Regions from separate parts of the Sus scrofa genome. Here region 2 is linked to region 1. The links are chromatin contacts, called in public Hi-C maps. All regions are on one chromosome and are shown on one strand. The core of a region is the stretch at or near the end of the contact, and the rest is flanking DNA. Distances in the headings are between cores, read along the strand shown.

Region 1 (6,662 bases), core at 2,278-4,777:
TATTGAAATCAAGAAAAAATTGAAACATGTAACAAAGTCTCTAGTATACGAAGAGCTCTTACAAATGAGAAAAAAAGGATATAAGCACATACAACAAAAGTAAGGATATGAGCTGGAAACAGACAAAACAAAATAAGTATGAAAAATAAATATATAAAAAATGCTCTTTACTGCCTCTCTAGTTGGAAAATAACCTTATTTTGGTAATTGTGTGGGGATACTGACTTTCCAATTCAGAGTTTATACTAGTATATATTGATACACATTTTCTGTAGCACAATCTAGAAACAGTGTTCTTCCAACAAATATTTTATAAATAGACATATATCTGGCACTATTTTAGATGCTAAGAACATAGTAAAGAATAAAAGACAGGAGAGAAGACAGGAAATAGCTGAAGAAGTAAGTAAACAATGTATGAAAAAAATAAAATGTACATATCCATTGAACCATCAATTTCACTTCTAGGAATTTTTTCTAAGAATATAATCAAATAAGTGCACAAAAGTTTGTTCAGAGATCTTATATGCAAAACTGTCTAATAACAGCAAAAATTGGAAAAAATATGCATTATTATGAGACTGTTTAAATAAATTATGTCTGCCCACATAGTTCAGTGCTACACAAGACAATAATGATGACCTAGTTTTATATGTACTGGTCTGAAAAACAGACATCAATGGTATGTAGTGAAAATGCAATCAACAGAAGATTGGTCCATTTAAAATGCCTATGTGTTCATCTAAAAGAAAGTCTGTTTAAGTATGGAGGTTCCTTAAAAAGCTAAAAAATACAACCACCATAAGATCCAAAAATCCCACACCTGCGTATATATCCAGAAAAGATTGAGGTGCCCAATGTTTACCGTGGCACTATTTACAATATCCAAGACGTGGAAGCAACCTAAATGTCCACTGACAGATGTACAAAGATGTCATATATATATATATATATATATATACATATATATATGTATATATATATATAATGGAATATTGCTCAGCCATAAAAAAGAATGAATTAATGCCATTTGCAGTAATATGGATGGACCTAGAGATGATCATACTAAGTCAAGAAAGTCAGAGAAAGACAAATATTATATGATATAACTTATATGTGGTCCAAAAAACACTACAAATGAACTTATTTACAAAACAGAAACAGACTTACAGACATAGCAACAAATTTATGGTTACCAAAAGTAAAGTGGGGGAGGGATAAATTGGGAGTATGGGATTAAGAGAGGCTCAGTACCATATATAAAATAGATAAACTATACAGCACATGAAACTACATTCAGTATCTTGTAATAAGCTATAATAGAAAAGAATTTTTAAAAGAATACCACTGTGCTGTACTCCTGAAACTAACAGAATACAGTGATATTTTTCAATTTTTAAAAGATCTGTTTACAATGGTTTTTTCTGGTTTTATGTTTTTTTGTCTATCACCTAAATTTCTTACAATGAGGTGCATTTTATGAGAGAAAAACCATAGGTACCCAATGTTTTGAAAAATATATATGTAACCTTTACAGAGTTCACAAACCATATCCCACCAGTATATTTGAAATACTCAGCATTATGATACATCTTATATTTTCTTTAGATTGTAACTTTCCATGAGACTATTTTTCAATATTAAATTTTTCATTAATTCTTTTTGTTTAAACATCCTTTAGGAAGATCTCTTTCGTGTCAATATCAATTTTACATCTTTCTGGGCTATCTTTGTTCTTGAATTAAAATAGTTATAAATACATAATTGCTCAGCAAAATACCAAACACTTTAATTCACACGTTCTGTGACTTGTGAACAGATGATTATGAAGGTTAATAGTTCTGCAGAGTTCAGAAACACTAAAGATGTCAAAAAAAAAGTGGATTACAAAAAGCTCTGGGAAAATTTGTGACATAGTGTATCGTGGCATTTAAAATGGATGAGTGTATTTACATGTGTGTAATGTTTGGGTGCATACACACATAATGCATCCTAGATGTGCTATGCATATCATATGTGAAGCATATGTTTATGCTCGCCATGTGTTCTTGCATGTAGGTTTTCAAACCAGTTATGCATATGCTTTATCTGCACCCCCGGGGCTAGCCACATTTGCCTTCATGTTATCTTCAGGAAACCAGCATCAACCCATCTGTAGAGAGTTTCGATGTCGAGCCAGGTAGCCGGCGTCACTCTACCCAACAGTGTTGGAGTCGGCTATTTCTGGTGCAGAGTAGAACCGAAAGGCAGGCCGCCGCCCGAGAAGAAAACCGACGAAGACACTAGAGGCACTTCAGCACCACGGACACGGGCAACCCCTTCGAGCGGTACAGCCAGTGACTGCCCCTACCCCAGTGCCCCCAGGCCTGTCTGTCCAGTGCGTCACTATCTCCCGGCCCTCAATCGTCAGTTAGACGCCAGCTTTCCATCCCGCTCCTCTCCAAGCCGTGCAAAAAGCCAGGACTGAGATGTGGGTCTGCGCAGCGCCCCCACCCATCCCAACACAAGTCTCTTTCCTGCTGGCTCCGGCCACCGGCGACCCTTCCATCTCTTCTCCCAAAAGGGGCAAAACGGGCGCACGTGGCCTAGAAATCCTACGGTCCAGGGGCGGGTCAGGGAGGGGTCTTGTTTTTCTCCCCCGGAGGTGGCGGGGGCGGGGCTGAGTGGACTTGTCCTGCTCCTCCAGCCGCCACACAGCCGCGGCCTGGCCCTTCCTCCCTCTCCTTGCCTCGCCTTTCGCTGGGGAAAGGGTTCTCCAAATCGTATATTCTCCACGAAAATCTCAACCCATATAGACTGGAGTCCAAGAGTCGGAGACAGACAACAGAGTAAAGGAAAATACTGATTCTTGGCCATATTTCTAAAACCAGCCAGCATTCTTAAAAGTTTGTATTTGAAATCGATCCCATGGCGTCATAAGACTCACCCCTGTTTGGGTGGGCTCCTGGGCGAGAGGAAAGCAATAGCCCTCGACCTTTTTTTAGAGAGGCTGGAGAAGGACCCATACACGCGACGGTGGCAGGAAGGAGGGGCCCCCGCAGAAGCCACGGCTAATGCTGACCTTACCGAACCCGGGTCTAGGTTCTCCAAGAGAGCAGTGCAGGGAAGTGGGGCACTCACCGCCTCTCAGACGTCCAGCAGAGCCCCCCCACCCCCCGCCACCGCGAAGGTGTGTGAAGGGGGCGGGGCGCTTTGCCCAGGACCCGGCCCAAGCCAAAAAAAAGGGATTTGGCCTCTTGGGTACCTCGGCTAAAAGGCGGGGGTCGGCGTAAGTTCCCACTCCTTCCGGCTGGGGCTGCCGGGCAGACAGGGTCAAGGTCCCAGTCCGCTGCTGCCGACCGGCTGCCAGGGCCCGGTTACCTGCGTGCCACGGCGAGGGAAGGCGCGCCCGGTGCTTCGCCGGGGCTGCCGGCTGCCGCGCACCCAGTCCAGGTTCTGAGGCCGCAGAGGCGGCCGAGAGCTTTGCCAAGAACACCGCGGCTGGTGCGGCTGCGGCCGCCTGGAGGGGCAGGGAGAGGGGCGCCGCCGGCGTGGACACTGCGCCTGCGCTTTCCGCTGCTTCCCCCGCCCCCACCGGCAGGTGCCCGTGCGAAAGGCCGCGGGGGGCGCCCCGGATTTGTGTTTGGACTGAGGGACTCGCTCTACCCGCGCGGTGGGAGGGCCCAGGCGTGGGGAAACTGCCTGTGCGACCGCTTTGGTCTACACTCTTAGACCTGGTTTGAAGCAATCGCTGGCCAGCCAGAGTGACATGGTTTCCTGGAAGGCGGCAGGGAGAGGATATCAGTCCATTTAGACCCGTCTGTTTGCATTTAAAAGTCGCAAATCGATTCCTTGATATTTAAAATACGTCTAGCATCAATAAATTGTGGTCCAGAAAGCTCTTCCGGCATCCTCCGCTCCAGCTGACATTTTACCTGTGAGATTTCTGAGGCGAAGGTCTTGGCGCTGTAGAGCTGGTCCCTGAACCTAGGTCCTAATACCCCACATTCCCGCGCTGAATGAATGAATACAGCTGTTTGCAAACAGACCTGGGTATCAAAGCAAAGGACTAGACTGGTCATGAGGACAGGCAGGAAGACCATTACCGTAGGCCAGGCAAGAGAGAGTGAGGCCTGAACCAAGGTGCGTAGTGGGAAAAGATAGGAAGTGACTACTGGTTTTTCCTCTGTCCTTTCAGATCCACTCACCACCCTGCTCTGTGACTCAGAGCTGATCTTTATGATATTTAGGACCTATCTCCTACATCCTCAGAGGGCCATTCTGTTGGCACTGCCTATATTCTTTATCTAAAGCCCATCATTCCAATCCTGTGGCCCTCTCCTACAGTTCTTTTCTCAGGTCTGTTTACTGCTTGCTGTTCTTGCCCCTGAAGGCTTGGGGCTGGTAATGGCTCCCAGAGGTTTCCTTTAACCCTGCCCACACCTTTTTAAATAGTCCCTTCATTAAATTCTCAACTATCCCCTAAATGTGCCATGCCATCTTTATCCTACCATTCTTTTCCTACCACTCCAGGACACTATAATAGATTTTACTTCATTGTTGTTGGGAAAATTCATAAGAAAAAAATATATATATATAAGAAAGATGGGGGTTTTAAAAAATGAGATGTATCCCAGAGTCATCTTTATAGTTCCCAGGCTCCAGGCAGCCATCATATTAGGTGGTCTCCCCACTGAGTCCCCCCACCTGAGAGCATTAAAGACAGTTTAAGCAGATCCAAGAATGAGATTCAGACTACTCATAACCAATGTGTTCACAAAAGAGCTGGGAATCATCTTAGTGTCCAGCATAATAGAACTTCTGGATGCCTCTTGATGTGAAGAGACCATCTAGATCTTTATGGAGCAAGTGCTGGTGCTTTCCCCCAACTGCAGCTGGGCTGCTTTTGAATGAGTCAGTATTCCTAGGACACTTAAGAGTCCTGGGCACAGTGTCTGAAAAAATGTGTTTATGAAGTAGCTGCTGAGAGAGGCAGTTGTTGATGAGAGTCTCAGGCTGTTTATGTAGAAAACCCAAAGAATGTTCCCAAAGAGGGAGGAAATGAGAGGCAATAGAATGAGTAATGATTGTCCATTGCACTCCATATCAGCTGGATCTGAATCCTGGTCCTGACCATTTCTCTGTCTTGTAAAAACAATCAAACTGGTTTAACTAGTTTAATTCTTTCCCCATCCATCCCCTCTCCCCTTCAAAAAACACACAGGCAAAACCAAACAAAACATTGAGGCACTATCCTGACAAAACTTACCCAAAGGGAACCCCAGGAACAGCTGTTTGCAAACAGAACTAACGTCCACTATTTGTACTGAATACAAATGAGACCAGAACAGAAAATTTAAGATGTATTTTCTGTCTTTCACCATTTTGAAGAGGAGGGACCTTTTGTTGTTCAGAAGGCAGCCTGGGCATTAATTGCACTGATCTAGGTAAGGAGTAGAGGTATAGAAGACAAAGGAGCCTCAGAAGTCTTGACTAATCCACAAAGCTCAGCTAGATTTTATGTTTCTCTTGAAGGAAGTGGGGGAGGAAGAAAGCCAGAAAAGTTTTGAGGTCAGGAGTGAGAAAAAGGAAGATGTGGAGTGATCTGAGCTTAAGAGAGGTTTCTGGGAGTTTTGAGAGAGTGAGATTAGGAATTCAGCACAGCTGTTACTCTGAATGGTAGGTACTCAGAGTATGGTACTCTCAGTATCTCAGAGATACTTTGAAAAAGGAAAAAGGATTTTCAGATGTTTTGTCATGTATAATAAGTGGAATTCTTTTGTACTATAATGCTGAGGACTTTTTCTAGTAAGTGTCAAAAACTCACACTGATTTAACTGAAAAATCCATAGATGCATAGATTCAGGTATGGCTGAATCCAGGGTAAAACAATGTCATCAGCATATGATCACTCCTTTCTTCTGTTCACTTTGTTTGTTTGTTTGTTTGTTTTGCCTTTTTGCCATTTCTTGGGCCGCTCCCACGGCATATGGAGGTTCCCAGGCCAGGGGTCGAATTGGAGCTGTAGCCACCAGCCTACGCCAGAGCCACAGCAACACAGATCTGAGCCACATCTGCAACCTACACCACAGCTCACAGCAAGGCCGGATCCTTAACCCGCTGAGCAAGGCCAGGGATCGAACCTGCAACCTCATGGTTCCTAGTCGGATTTGTTAACCACTGAGCCACGACGGGAACTCCTCTTCTGTTCACTTTAAAGGGTTTATTCTCATATAGCGATTTTTTTCCCTAACTTCCCATCTTTCCCCAGTGTTGAACCTATATCATCCTTATAGCTCATCATTCCATAAGGGCAATTATTTCCAAGTAATTCCAATAAAATCTTATTATGTCTTATTAGCAAATTCTGGATCATATACCTAACTGTATGCTTTAGTCTGAGGACAAAGAATGGGGGAAGGGTCATTTTCCAAAGAAAAGCCAAGGTTCTGTTAGCTGGAAACACCATAAAGTGATAGGCATATGAAAAAAAGAACGTGTCCCCTGCAAGTACCACTTGAAGAAACTTCAGTTAAGATTTATTCATCTTTTAGAGTTCCTGTGCCATTGTGAAAATACATGTTTCCCCCATCAGCACCACCATAACTTCACTCTTGCAATTAGACATAAAGCTCAGTACTAGCACTCTGGTATAAACAACTAAGAAGTGGTTTGTATATCCA
Region 2 (6,662 bases), core at 1,352-3,851, 38 kb before region 1:
CTATAAAGGAGAGCAAATTGTGAAAATTATTAAACTATAAGGGAAAAAAATGGACTGCATTTGTATCTATTAAGTCTTCCTGACAAGTGATTTACAACAATAATCACATCTACCTTGAGCTTTGGCAAGAAAGCTCTCAAAGGTTAAGAAATTAAAATAAAATAGAGGAATGAACTGAGGGTTTGGGGAGGAAATGTTCTAAAATTGAGATTGTGGTGTTCTGTTGTGGCTCAGTGGTTAACGAATCCGACTAGGAACCATGAGGTTTCGGGTTCGATCCCTGGCCTCGCTCAGTGGGTTAAGGATCCGGAGTTGCTGTGAGCTGTGGTGTAGGTTGCAGACACGGCTCGGCTCGGATCTAGTGTTGCTGTGGCTGTGGCACAGGCCGCCAGCTACAACTCCGATTCGACCCCTAGCCTGGGAACCTCCATATACTGCAGGTGTGGCCCTGGAAAAAGAAAAAAAAAAAAAAAAAAAGAGTAAAATTAGGTTGTGATGATGGTCGTACAACTATAAATATGTACTAAAATTCACTGAATTAAAAAAAGAAAAAATGGAGTTCCTCTCGGGGCTCAGTGGAAATCAATCTGACTAGCATCCATGAACATGCAGGTTCCATCCCTAGCCTCGAGCAGTGGGTTAAGGATCTGGTGTTGCCATGAGCTGTTGTGTAGGTCACAGACGCCTCTCAGATCTGGCATTGCTATGGCTGTGGTGTAGGCCGGCGGGTGTAGCTCCCACTCGACCCCTAGCCTGGGAACCTCCAAATACCACGGGTTCCGCCCTAAAAAGACAAAAAAATAAATAAATAAAAATTTAAAAAGAAAAGAAAAATCCAATGGCATGATAAAAAATGTTTGATGTATGCTTCAAGTTTTATTTACAAAGACCTCTAAATCTGGACTAAATATAATGCTTAGAAAAAGAAAGCAAACAACTTAAAATTTAATACATGAACAAGCACAGCTAAGAAATCTTGACCATTCTGCATAGAATGCTTACAAATCATAATTTCCAAAAAAGAAAGTCCCCACGTTTGTGATCAAGATAAAATAAAACTATTAATCAACCACTGCATATTTCTCGAGTTTCTATCAAACTGTGAATGGGATGCCTATTTAAGAACTAAACATTATTGACAATTATCAAACAGATAAAACCTTCTTCTTGGATTATTTCCCCATTTACTATGCACTCATAGCTGAAGATGGAGACTTTGGGTACAGTGCTTTCCAAGTGCTTAATAAATTGTACAAATTGTCTTTCATAAATCTGCCGAAGTTAAGATTTTAAAAAGTGAATACCTCTTGCAACACTTACCAGTTTTGTCCGGATATTCAGCTTATTTGCTCACCACCCAATACAGGATTAGAAATTTCTCCTTACCTTCTTTCCTAACTCTCATGGTTTCTTACCAAATCCAACGGCCAGAATTATTTTTAGGTAACTAATTCCTTAGTTAGACATTAACTGAGCGCACATAATGTTAGGGTTCTCAGACCCGAACAAAATCCAGCTTCCCGAGTTTCTGACGGCTAATTTAACTTTTATGGACACAGATAAGAAAGGTTACAAAACCAACTATCGAGATACATTCTTTTTACTGGATATATTAGAACACAATATAGTCAAAAGCTCATAGTTCAATCAACTCTCGTACTAATCTACCGCAAATCCACAAGATTAAAATAACCCGTATTTTTCCAGTAGAAGGGAAAGGAGGGGGGGACTGGAGGGGGCGTATGGCGCATCACCAGGATGTCCACCCCCAACACAGGGAAACGCTCCTTACCCCCACTCTCAAGCTGGGGGTGTGCACGCCCCTGTCCTCGTCTACCACGTCCCTACCTTCGCGGCCTCGGACTGCGCCACAACAGCCAACACGACTTTTGGTTAGGAAAAGAAACGGGGTGGGGGACACGCGCCACACATTCGACCTCCCAGCCTCACGGGGCCGCAGGCCGCTGCGCTCAACACGACCGGACTCCCAAAGGATGGAGAGGGAGGCCGCGGGGCCGCGCCGCCCAGGGCAGTGGCCAGAGGGTCGCGCGCAGCAGCCAGGCAAATGCCTAGGCCGGGACGAGCGGCCTCCCCGCCCCCTCCGGCTCAACTCGGGGCCGGCAGACGGCGCCCCCGGGGGCTAACTTCGCCGGGGAAGAGGAAGTGCCGCGGCAAGTAACAGGCTGTGAAGACTCTGGAAGCAAGGAAAAGCTGTCCGTGCGTCTGCCTGCCGGCAGGACCGTCTCACCTCCCCTCTTGCCGAGCCCAGGCGGCCCCAGCTCACCTGAGGAGGGCACCGGGATGCCACCGCGGCCACCGCGATGGCCGTTAGGGCACGAGGCCTCCGCTCTGCCGCCGCGTAGCTCTGGGGAGAGGGGCGGGGCGCGCGGCGAGTGGGCGGGGCTGCTGTGCGGACTGGCTGCGAGGCCGCGGGCGGATCCGCGCGGGCAGGAAACCCCCTCCCTGCCCCATCTAATAGGCTCAGCCGCTCCGTTCCCTCCTATCACTGACGCGAGAGCGATCTGCGCTGCGCCACGAGTGGGCGGGCCCCTCTGTCAATCAAGCGTTGTGCTGGGTGTGGAGTGAGCTGAGAAGGCTCCGCAGACAGCTTTGAGCGAGCGGGCGAGGAACGCCGGGCCTGCATCTGATTCTTGTAGCTTTTGTCTCTCTAGCTGATTACTTTGGACTTTCTCAGCGCCACAGGAGAGAACCCACAACAGAAATGACGGCTTCCCGAGGTCAGCCCTTGCTATTCTGGACGCTTCCTCCTGGTTTCCGCATCTGAAGAAGGTCTTGCCAGCAAAAGGTTTTTAAGGGCGGGGAACTTAAAAAGCAAAACAAACATAAAGACCTGGAAATGGGGACCTGAGAGGAAAATGTCAGACATATGCTTAAATTGAGCAGCAAACAGAAATAAGCTGAGTCTGAAGGCCTTCGAAGGGTCCTGGTGCGTGGGTAGCTTCCCGTCTTGGCTGCAGAAGCCTTGCTGTGAGGAGAGCAGTGATCTTTGGTGCCAGGTCTGCCCATTCTTAGCGGCCCAGCCCCAGTCACCGGCCATCAGTAAGTTGGTTCTCCCGCGACGCCAGCACTGCAGCCACCCTCCATTCCCTGCCATCTCTGTAGCTCTGCTTAGGTGTTGCCCCCTTAGGGAAGACTGCCAAGGTGCACAGATATTGTCCCCACCTAAGCTGTTGAAAGAGTCAGTCCGTCTCCCTACCGACACTGTACATTCAGTTAAATCAGGAGCCATGTCAGTATACAGTTTTTCCCCAGTGCCAAGCACATGCTAGATCGTCAGTAAATATTGTTTAGGCATTAATACATCTTCCAATCCCATTTTTAATCCTGGCCCTAAATTCCAAGAGTTTCTGCTTTTCTATATTTAACTTCAAAATTGTTTGCGTGCTGATAGAGGTGTGTGGTTCACTTGCTATATATAGGATCACAAGGTCAAGCACAAAACACCTATGGTCCAGCCCTTCCTGGCCTCAAGTTGGCTAGAGCAAGTAGACCACACTGAACTCCAGGCAGCAACAACTCTACATCTATATCCCATAACTAGCATCTAAAGTGAATAATGTAAGTGAATTTTGGATTATTCAAAGGGTCTAAATACCTTTGCATATTTTATCATGGACTGAATTGTGTTCCCTACCAAAATTCATGTTGAAGCCCTATCCCCCAATGTGAATGTATTTAAAAGTACATTCTAAATGTATTCTAGAAAGGCCTCCTAGGACCTTTAGGAGGTAACTAAGGTCAACTGAGGTGGTAAGAGTGAGGCCCTAATCCTATAGGATGTGCCCTTGTAAGATACAGCAAGCCCTGTAGCTTGCTCTCTGTCTTCACAACTAGAAGACACACTGAGAAGGCAGCCATGTGCACGCCAGGAAGAGAGCTCTTGCCAAAAACTAACTTTGCTGGCACTCAGATGTGGGACTTTCAGTCTCCAGAACTGTGAGAATTAAATTTCTGTTGTTTAGGCCACCCAGTCTGTGGTATTTTGCTGTAGCAGCCCAAGCTAACTAATACAGTAGTTTTATTTGTTGATACATCTTAGTAAAGTTCATGGATAGAGCTATTATTACATTCATTATTGAAGCTGGAGAAACCATGGTCCAGAGGTTGAAACTATTTCTCCAGAATCACATATCAAACTACACCTTGCTAAATTCTAGTTACATATTTAACATGTGATAAGGTTAGGAGATGTGAATAAAAATATAACAGATAAAATGGTCCTTTCCATCAGGTAGCTTATGACCCTAAAATATCATTTTAAGTGGGGAAAATAAGCCCAGAAAAAAAATATGCTGAAGTCATAACTTTAGATTTTATTTTGTAAGAGAATATGTATTTTGAATGGGCCAATGATCTGAATAAACTCTTCATGAGATTTTGATCCAGATCTCTTAACTATGGCATGCCACCTATTGAAGCAATAGAAGTGAGGGGAAGAGCTTTTTCATAAGAGGATTTTAGTTATTTGTAAACATGTTTTTTCCTTTTAGTTTTCCTTTAAATTTCCTCATTGCCCATTCTTACTAGGAACTCTGAAAAAAGAAAAACAAAAAAAAATCTTAGAAAAAGAGATAGAATTAAAGAAGAAAAATAAGGGAAAAACAATGAAAGAGGAAAGCATTAGGTAGAAGGGTAGATAGGCAGAAAGTGATGTATGAAATTATATTACAGTGTACTTAGAAGAAATAGAGTCCATGACCTTATGAGGTGGGAGTTGTCCCAAAGACTCCCTTTCACACTCTGTATCTCCCCACCTTCCAAATTTAAATATGCAGTTGGCTCCTCCTTCCTCTCATTTAGTGGAACTCACATCAAAAAATGAGAATCACTCCTAATTAGTTCTGAGTGGACTAAGGAGTAGTCAGAATCAGGAAACAACACTTAGGTGAAAACTTATGACTAATAGACTAGAAATGGGGCCTCAGATATGGGAACTAATCTGTCTAGGATAAAAACATGTAGGCAGCTCACTTCATTCATCTCAAAGAAAAGAATTTGGGAAGACAAGGGAAAAATGAGGCTCCATGTCTCAAGACCTTTCCCAGGAAACTATTGATAGCTTATATGTAGAAGTGATTAGGGAGAATGATCTGGTTTGGCATCAATGTAAGATAGAACTATTTAGGACAAAAACAAGAAACAGAGAAAAAGAAAAAAACCCACCCTACCTACTAATCAGTAAGCAGTAACTAATCACATGTTTGACTGTGAAATACAGAAATTAGTGGGCCCTGGTAGCTAAATTTCTGGATTAAATACTGTTATGCTTTATGCTTTTATGGGAGTTAATACAACAAAAATATATTGCATCTACTCTGGTGGGCACTACAATTGGTACCAGAGATCTAAAGATCAGTCAAACTTAAAGGAGCTTCAACCAATTACAGAGAATAAGATTTAAACAGATAACGTATTATTTATATAGTAAATACAGCAATAGATATGTACAGGGGGACATTAGGCAACAGGGGGAGAAGAGGTATGTGGTTAGGCTATTCAGGCAATTAAGTAGGCAAAGGAGAAAGGCCTTCCAATTAGAGGGGCCTGCATTTTAAAAGGCATTATATAATATTAGAATATTGCAAGAGCAGAAAAACTAACAAAAGTAAACAAGAGTGGATTATGCAAGTTAAGGCCCTTGGATTTTATCATATAGGCAATGAGACCCATCAAAGGGTTTTCTTAACAGCACTTTATAAACTGTCATTCTGTTGTTTTCTGGTCTCCATGGTTTCCTGTATGTCATATGTCTTTTCCTCTGGGTGCTTTTAAGATTTTGTTTCTTTATCTTTGTTTATCATAGCAGTTACACTATGTTTCTAGGTGTGATTTTCTTTGTATTCATGCTGGGGTGGTTCACTTATTTCCCTGGATCTGTGGATTGCTGACTGTTTTTGTTGTTTCTTTTTATCAAATTTGGAAAACCTCTGGCCGGTATCTTCAAATATTTTTTTTCACCCCTTTCTCTCTCTCTCTTCTTCTGTGACTACACTTAACACTTATGCTAGACTTCTTAGTCCTTGGTATGGTTCAATCCAGGCTATGTTCTTTTTTTTTTTTTCCAAATATTTTCCTTCTGTGCTTCAATTTGGATAATTTTTATTGAGAGCCAATAATTCCTGGAAAATCTGAATGTTAACATTTTCCCAAAAGCACAGACATCCGACAAGTGACTGTGGGTTCCTTTGGGGTATATTTGAAGGCATATTAGTCAAGGGAACAGAAATCACAGGATATTACAAGAGAGAATTTAGTTTTGGGTGTTGAAGGACTGGAAAAGCAAAAAGGGACCACTGAAGTATCCCAGATATGATAACTTAGAAGTAGCTACCACCTCTAAGGAAAGTGAAAAAGAGGAATCGAGGTGGAACCATCAGGTGTCAGGAGCTCAGAGGAATGACCTAGCTGACTTGCAGCTCACACCCCTGCGAGAGTGCTCTCCAGCCTGCTTGCTGCGACTGAGAGGGATATGATGAGGTTGGATGGGGGTGAAGGAGTGCTAAAAGAAGTTCAATTGCTGCTTCTGGAGCAAAGGACTCTCACTTATGTGGTAACAATGACAGAAACTGCAAGCAAACAGAAAGGAGGAAGTCCTTTCTTCTCTTGTCTTTGAGTCTCCCTCTAATGCCTTTTATTGGTGG

What was found. A called contact is a pair of places that touch in the nucleus more often than the background predicts.
Region 2: a Hi-C map of brain shows a contact between it and region 1, with 4 times the contacts expected there. The contact joins the promoter of STAG1 here to the promoter of SLC35G2 in region 1. A contact is called at or near these places in 4 of 47 Hi-C or Micro-C datasets (brain, embryonic fibroblasts, epiblast stem cells and 1 more).

Annotation. Positions count from the first base shown.
Region 1 is chr13:77,822,056-77,828,717 of Sscrofa11.1, reverse strand. It overlaps SLC35G2 (solute carrier family 35 member G2), which reads right to left and starts at 3,527. Exons shown (of 2, transcript XM_003358564.4): 1 at 3,361-3,527. The region is part of intron 3 of STAG1 (cohesin subunit SA-1); the gene reads left to right.
Region 2 is chr13:77,859,436-77,866,097 of Sscrofa11.1, reverse strand. It overlaps STAG1 (cohesin subunit SA-1), which reads left to right and starts at 2,601. Exons shown (of 38, transcript XM_021071121.1): 1 at 2,601-3,060. It also overlaps a transcript of NCK1 not described here.